Linked DNA regions of Bos taurus: region 2 is linked to region 1. The links are chromatin contacts, called in public Hi-C maps. All regions are on one chromosome and are shown on one strand. Each heading gives the region's core, a stretch centred on a gene start, on an enhancer-like site or on the middle of the called end of the contact. The rest is flanking DNA. Distances are from core to core; before and after follow the strand shown. Region 1 holds the start of MBP (myelin basic protein). Region 2 overlaps MBP (myelin basic protein).

The links. Hi-C and Micro-C count contacts between places; a contact is called where the count stands out from the background.
Region 2: a Hi-C map of an unstated tissue shows a contact between it and region 1, with 4 times the contacts expected there. The contact joins the enhancer-like site here to the promoter of MBP in region 1. A contact is called at or near these places in 2 of 11 Hi-C or Micro-C datasets (skeletal muscle and an unstated tissue).

What each region holds. Positions count from the first base shown.
Region 1 is chr24:2,222,198-2,225,811 of ARS-UCD2.0, forward strand. It overlaps MBP (myelin basic protein), which reads left to right and starts at 2,266. Exons shown (of 9, transcript NM_001206674.1): 1 at 2,266-2,343.
Region 2 is chr24:2,269,047-2,273,062 of ARS-UCD2.0, forward strand. All of the region lies in intron 3 of MBP (myelin basic protein), which reads left to right. Among named protein-coding and RNA genes, the nearest start is that of MBP, 47 kb to the left of the region's middle. Within about 2 kb of position 1,360, at least 20 of the 102 cell types and tissues checked have an H3K27ac peak or open chromatin away from gene starts, as enhancers often do. A contact at or near this core is called in skeletal muscle, where this site is marked.

The DNA of each region.
Region 1 (3,614 bases), core at 1,016-3,515:
ACTGAATAAAAATGTACTGTGTGTACCATGCAGGAAACTTTGTGCTCCCTGCTCCAACATGAAGTGCGGAAGGCTCCTTCCTCTCATCATATGAAGAGCAGTGGGAGATAAGGGGAGCGGTCATATAACTTGCTCAGAAATATCCGAGACAGTGAGGTTTGGATAGTTTATCTTTTACCTGTCAAAAGACCCATTTCAATTTTATTGAAACGAATAACATAAACCCCTGTCACTGTGCTCACAGACGCAAGACCATCTTCATGTGAAGTGTGCCCCACAGCCCCAAGGGGGAGCGCCCCCCTCTGCCTCCTTCACGCTGGTTCCTCCCACCAGCACGTGGGGCCCTCCAAACACCCATTCATCACTTTATGGTGTTCCTTGCTCCCTCACGTACACTGTCCTTGAAGTTCCCATGAATCAGGGGGCATTACATCCCCAAATACATGCATGGTGGGATTTTATAAACACTATAAGGACAGTTTTAACTGGAACTTGGCAGGTCTGCCATTTGCAGAGATGGCTGTTGGCATCTGTGAAGTTTCTACAAGCAGGAAGCAGGGCAAACATTGCTGTCTCCCTGTGGCCTGGGCTCCCCGGTATTCAGCCTTCACTGACCTCTGCAGGTCAGAAGGCTGTCCTCCTATTTCCTGGTCACCCCAGGAAGACATCTGGGGGAAGAAGATGAGATGTGGTTTATGATGCTAAAGTGAAAGTCACTCAGTCATGTCCAACTCTTTGCAACCCCATCGACTGTAGCCCAGCCAGGTTCCTCTGTCCGTGGGATTTCCCAGGCAAGAATACTGGAGTGGGTGGCCATTCCCTTCTCCAGGGGATCTTCCAGACCCAGGGATTGAACCGGGGTCTCCTGCATTGCAGGTGGATTTTTCACTATCTGAGCCACCTAAAACTGTCTCCCACATGGAACCCAGTATATATGGGGGGGGTGCAGTTTAAGAGTGACTGGAGTCAGGGACCTGGGAATCAGGGAGCTTCTGGGGTCAGTCAGTGCCCTGAGCGTCCTTGGATTCCTCCGGCTCCCCTACCCGCACCCAGCCACTCTCTACTGCAAGGAGGGAAGGCCCCACGGAAAACCGGGAAACAGGCAAACTTCGCCTTCTGATCGGCCAGCGTTGCTGCTCAGCTGTCTTCCTGACCTCCCCTCTCCAACTCCAGAAACCCCCAGACGAATCTTTTCCGAGGAAAGAAGCAAACATTTCTGCGGTGGTGGACACAGTTCTGTTGGCATCACCAGCACTGGGACGTGGTTCCCAGATTCCCGGCTTGTGAGGGCTGGCTGGGACAAGGGGCCCTGAAGCCACACTGGGAGGTGGCTCTCCTGGCGCGCGGCCGGCCCAGGGGACCCGGGCTGAGCCTCGCCAGGGGTCAGACTTCCGCTCCCTGGGGTAAACAGGGAGGGTCCCCGCCGGCTCCCACAAAGCATCAGATCAGACCCCCGACCCGGAATCTAAGTCGTGAGGACTCCAGCATATCCGCCAGCGTCTCCCCCCACGCCTCCTACTTTTCCACCATCAGGAGGTTGAGAATCCGGGTTGAGGGTGAGGGGAAGGGCCATCTGACTGTGTGCAGGTGACTGATGTCCAAAGGACAATCTTCCTTCGGACCAAGAGCGTGACACTGACCACAAGCCAACAGATGCTCAGGCCGCAGACCCCAGGGCGCGCCCTCCCACTGTGGCGCCGCTCTCCAGCGGAGCACCAGTCTGTACGCTGGATGCACGAGGACCCCCGGGAGCTCTCAAGGGGCCAGTCTTGCGGCGGCCCCGAACCCCGAGCCGGTGCAGCGGAGTCAGCCGGGCGGCCGCGCTTGGCCCCTCGCCGCCAGCGGAATGGGGCGTGGAGCAGATGCTATCGCAGGTCCCTCCCCGCGCTCGGGCGGGGTGGTTCGGCGGCTCAGCCGCGAGCGGAGGCTCTAGAGCCGCAGTTCAGCCCGGGCCGGAGTCCGCGCCGCACAGGGCAGCCCCACGCGGGGCCCGCGTGCGCCCGGAGCCCGCGAGGCGGAGCCGCGGGGAGGTGGTCGGCGCGCGGGCGGCAGGTGGGAGGCCCGGCTCCCGTCGGCAGTGTTTACCTGGCTCGCAGGAAGCCCGGGAGGCGGGGGAGGAGCGGCGGGCGCGCCCGGCCCTCGGAGCAGCAGCCAGACTGCGCCGCCGCGCCAGCAAGGACGAGTCTGCGGCCCCGGAGACCGCGGCCCCGACCCCGAAGGCGGCGCCGGAGCCCCGGGACCCCGCGCGCTTGGGGCCCGGGCGGTGGGAGGCGGCCCGGACCCCGCGGTGCCCTCAGCCTGGAGAGACGATCGCCGCGCGGTGGGTGACCTCGCCGAGGGCAGGTGGGTGCCTTTGTCTGCGCCCTCGGAGCGGGGACGCGGGGACGGGGCGCGGGGCTCCATCGGGCGGCAGCGCAGGTGGCGGCAGGTGGCACCCGGGTGGCCACTCTGCGAGGGGTGGGCGCGGGTGTAGACGCCGATCCGGAGCGGCGGGGCTGTCCCCGACGGGTGTCCAGGTGTGGGCAAGGCCGGGTCGGGGGCCGGGGTCGCGGGCAGAGCGTAGGAGGCGCTCGGGGTGGAGTTTTGGGTGGGAGGTGGCAAAGGTCAAGGAGGCCACCCTGGGCGGTGCGGGACCGCTGCCTGGGCAAGCTTTAGGGCAGGCCGGGGTCCCCGCCGCTTAACGTGCTCCGTAAGGATACGTCTGGAGCTTACCCCGGACTCCTGCCTGTCCCCTCCCCCAGCCCGGGCGAAAACCAGTTTCCCTTTGAGCGCCGAGGGCGGCGACAGGCAACGCTCCGGGCTTCCGCCTTCCGGAGGCCTGGCCTGGCTCCGCCGCGCCGCAGCGTCCACCTGCTCTCACCTGCGCGCCTGGCGCCCGGGTGTGAAGCCCCTCTGGGCCCGGGGACTGGCCGGCGTCCCGAGGGTACCGCGTGCTCTGCACGATTCCCGGGCACCCGGTGGCTCTGGCTCCTCTGGACTGCTGGGGGCACTGTCTCGTTTCTCCCAGGGTCTCCTTTCTCCTCTCCTTTCGGAAGGCAGAGGTGGGTTTGGAGAAGCCTTAGAGTTTCTCTGGGGATCTCAGTAGGACTCTGGCAGGAAACAAGCGCCTTTGGGTTCCTGGTTCTCTGTTTTCCAGTCGCGACAAGGTGAGGGAACCCATACCGTGACTTCACTTAACCTCTGCGGCGCGGCTGCAGTGTGGGCAGTCGCAGACCCGGTTGGGGGCGCTGGCTGTTCTGACAGGGACTCCACACCTGGCCTGGAGAGATTCTCAGAGGGCGCTTTAGGGTGTGTCCTATTTAAGACCTGTGGCTTTTGGACAAGACCCCCAGCTCAGGGAAACGGTTTGCAGAGTGTGGCCCAGGGGTCTGGGACACCCCGTGTCGGGCTCCGTCCTGCCCCCGGCTCCCTGGCAGAGTCACACCGGAGTGCTGGGGGCCTTCATGGACGTGGGGAGCTGAGTGGGGTGCAGACCCAGCCGGAGCCAGGCCTGAGCAGCCCTTCAGGAAGGGATGGTCAGCACTGGGACGCAGCCTCACAGCTGTTTCTCCCAGTTCAGGGGAGGAGCCGTCAGTCCTCCTATTTTTTTTTTTTTTCCAAATGGGATAAACCAA
Region 2 (4,016 bases), core at 110-2,609, 46 kb after region 1:
TCATCCCAGTGCACCAGCCCCAAGCATCCAGTATCGTGCATCGAACCTGGACTGGTGACTCGTTTCATATATGATATTATACATATTTCAATGCCATTCTCCCAAATCATCCCACCCTCTCCCTCTCCCACAGAGTCCAAAAGACTGTTCCATACATCAGTGTCTCTTTTGCTGTCTCGTACACAGGGTTATTGTTACCATCTTTCTAAATACTGTTTTTAAAAAATCCTTTCCTTTTCTATAACCTCATCCTTGTTGAGCGGCACACAAGAAGGATGGAACTAGACAGCCTACCACTGCCCACTTTCTCAGTGTCTTAAGCTTCCATAAAAATCAGCCCAAAGGCCCAGAGATGAAGCCCTGAGGATTAGTGGAGTGGAGTCAAGATAGGCAGGCGGGATAGGAGCCATTGCTGTGTACTGATTTCCTTGCGGGTTTTCCTGGGGCCTGAACAGCCCGGCGCCTCTTGGTGGTGGGGTTTACACTCCATGGAGGCAGAGGAAAGGGGAAGAGGGCAGCCTGCCTGGAGAGCAGCCTGCGTGCCTTAGGGTCTAGAGGGGGGCACAGTCTGTGAGTCTGTACAGAGCCTCTGAGTGTCAGTGACTTAAACACTAAAGCTGCCTGTAATCCTCTAGATTAAAAGGTGTCTTTAGTCTTCTATTCCAACTGCATATGTGTATAAACACATAAAAGAAGGTGACAAAACAGAAATGTCCAATTTTAGGTTCTACATACAAAGAAGAGCAGGCTTTTAGAGTTGTTTTGGCTAAGCTCACTTATTTTTAAAGTAAGCATCATCTTTATCATTATTCTGCAGGTTAATTGCTTTTAGGATTATTCATAACAACATCAGCCTTCTCTTTTGCTATCAGCATGCCCACACACAGTTTTATTGATATATACATGTGTATAATATCTGTATGACATGAAAAAAATCTATTATAAGCCTTTTCCTTAAGTTACAAATGTGGTATAATTCCTGAAGTACTTTGAAAGGAAGCCCTCTTTAACCTTCTCAGATCCATCTGCAATTTGGAGAGTTTTTTATTATCTAGAGTTGAATGTAAAACCAATGAAAGTGCAAACATCCCAGTCCAAAGCTAGATTTGCTTTTTACTGGGAAGAGTCTTGCCATCAGCCAGCTTCTGCCTGTCTTGTCGACTGTGCGCTCCCGGTGCCTTGAACAGTAAGACCAGCTCAAATATCTGCTGGTCTGAGGTTCTGCTCACAGCCAGGCTCTCAGCCCATCGGGGTGACTGGGGAGCAGTGCCCTGCTTGTCAGCCTCAGGGCAAGAGCTGCTGTCACCGCTGAGTCACAGCAGGGGGGAAGTGTGGCCGCGGATGGGGTGGCCCGGGACGGGGCCCCTCCCAGGCCCCCCTGCCTGGTGCTCTGCTCTCCTGAGTCACGCAGATGTGGGCCCTGCGGGGCTGTCAGATGTCTGCTTTTGAACTTCATATAATCTCCCGAGCCTAATGCCTTCCTGGGGGCCAAAGACACCCAGTCTAAAGTGAAGACGGGGAAAGAGGCTGAAATAATCTTGGCTATCAGTCTTGACTATCTACTCTTGAGGGATGTATATATGAATTCTTGTCAAATTCTGAAGTGTATACAAATGTCACTCCAACGAAATCAGCAACTGGGTCTTTCCCTGACCAGACAGAAACTCCCTAAACACAAGAAGAAACTCTGCTCCCATGATGGTCCATGAGCCACGAGTCACCAGCAGCCACTTAACCATGCTCCTCAGGCTCCTGGACATCATTTTGTCCACGTGTCAGAGAACTCAGGGATGGGTGAGAGGTGCGGGGAGGCCATCAGCTTTTTCCTAACCCAAGTCTGCGGAATGCCTGTCCTCAGGGTCCCAGCGGAGGTCAAGACAGCTCTGTGAGAGTCCTACTTAGAGGCCCGACGGAGAGTTTAGAGGCTCTGACCGGCACTGACCCCGCACATGTGCTGAGTGCCAGGCTCACGTGCCTGAAGCCATGAGTTGCACAACTCAAACCAGAGGGACTTCCTCCATCTCTGGGGAGCACCTGCAGACTTTATTGGGCTCAGGCATGTCGGACTCTGCAACCCCATGGACTGTAGCCCGCCAGGCTCCTCTGTCCATGGGATTCTCCAGGCAAAAATACTGGAGGGGTTGCCACGCCCTCTCCAGGGGATCTTCCCGACCCAGGGATCGAACCTGGGTCTCCTGCATTTACCACTGTGCCACCTGGGAAGCCCCAGACTTACTTAGCAGTTATATTTACTTTTTCATTTCCTGGGAAATTTTTACTGAATGATTTAGATCTAAGTTAGTAACTCATTGGCACGCTCTTGGAAATCTTTCTGTAATTTGTCTTTGGGCCACAGGTGGAAACACTTGGGACTGTTTTGCCTGGTCACTCAAAGAGGAAGAAACAGTTTGGGACTCAGTCACACCCTATGAGAACCATGAGCTGCCTGGGTTTTGGGGAACCAGGGTGTTCTGTGGTGGGACAGTTACTGGGCTTTTTTTGAACCTCACACCCACACACTCGGCACAAACTAGCCTTGTGGTTGGAAATCCAGGCAGGAAGGAAGGTAGACACTCACCCCAACCCCTCCCCCAGAGCTCACTAGTCAGGGGACTAAAGCAGGGCAGGTGGTTCAGCCAATGCGGGCAGAAGACTCAGGTCTCCCTGACGATGCCCAGAGGACAGAAGTCTCCAAGAGAGGGCAGCCCTGCTCTTTCCAGAGCTACCGTGGTCCCTTCCAGACATGCCGCTCATCTCCGAAGTCAGAGCAGACGGAGTCCTGTCACCCTGGATGGACGCTAGTGCAGCTCACAGGGTCATGGGATCCTGAGAACGTGGCCGCACCACGTTAGGTCAGATAATGGACGTAGAATTGTCCAGGTTCAATGTCCAGGGGGAAAGTACTCACGTTAGAAACATTTGAGTATATGTATATAAGTATAGGGACTTCCCTGGTAGCTCAGCTGGCAAAGAATCGCCTGCAATGCAGGAGACAGAGGTTTGTTCCCTGGGTCAGGAAGATCTTCTGGAGGGGGGCATGACAACCCGCTCCAGTACTCTTGCCTGGAGAATCCCATGGACACAGGAACCTGGCGGGCTACAGTCCATGGGGTCACAAAGAGTCGGTCATGACTAAGCGACTAAGCACAGCACAGCACATATAAGTATAAAGTTATAAAGCATATAAATTATGTATTACTAATAAATATATTTTTTAACTGGCATGCATGCATACTAAGTTGTTTCAGTTGTGTCCAACTCTCTGTGACCCCATGGACTATAGCCCACCAGGCTCCTCTGTCCATGGGATTCTCCAGGCAAGAATACTGAAGTGGATTGTCCTCCTCCAGGGGATCTTCCTGACCCAGGGATTGAACCCACATCTCTCACGTCTCCTGCACTGGCAGGCGGGTTCTTTATCACTATTTTAAGTGGGTAGAAGAATATATACATACATATGTGTGTGTATATATATATATATATATATATATGCATATATATGTGTTTTTATTTTACAAGGCCAGAGTTAATTTACTCTGAGAAAACACACAAAGAAATGAAACATAAAAAAAAACCAGGTGCAGATGAAGTAAGGCCCCATGTACATTTGCTGACTGTGCAGCAGTTGCTACAGTTGAATTTGACATTTAACCTGGAGCTTCCCAGCTGCCTGATGGAAGTGAGACCTCATCAGCTTCTCCATGAACAGGGCAGGTGGCGTCGACTCCCCCTCCCCACCTTTTAGCGTGTGGTCTGGGGCAATGTCCGTCCTCATCTGTCTGTGTGTCGGCCTCCTCGCCAGCACGTGGAGGTGACAACAGAACCACTGTGAGTGACTATCGAGCGGACACCTCGGGGCTTGCAGGCGCCCCACCCCTGTCTGCCGCAGTGACAGCTGCTGTTTTCAGACAGACGTCTGCGTGTGCTCCTCGAAGGAAGCAGAGCTGTAGTTAGCACACTGCGCGGGTGTTTTCCTGTTTAAATTGTTATCACAGGCGATCACGTGGCAGTCAGTG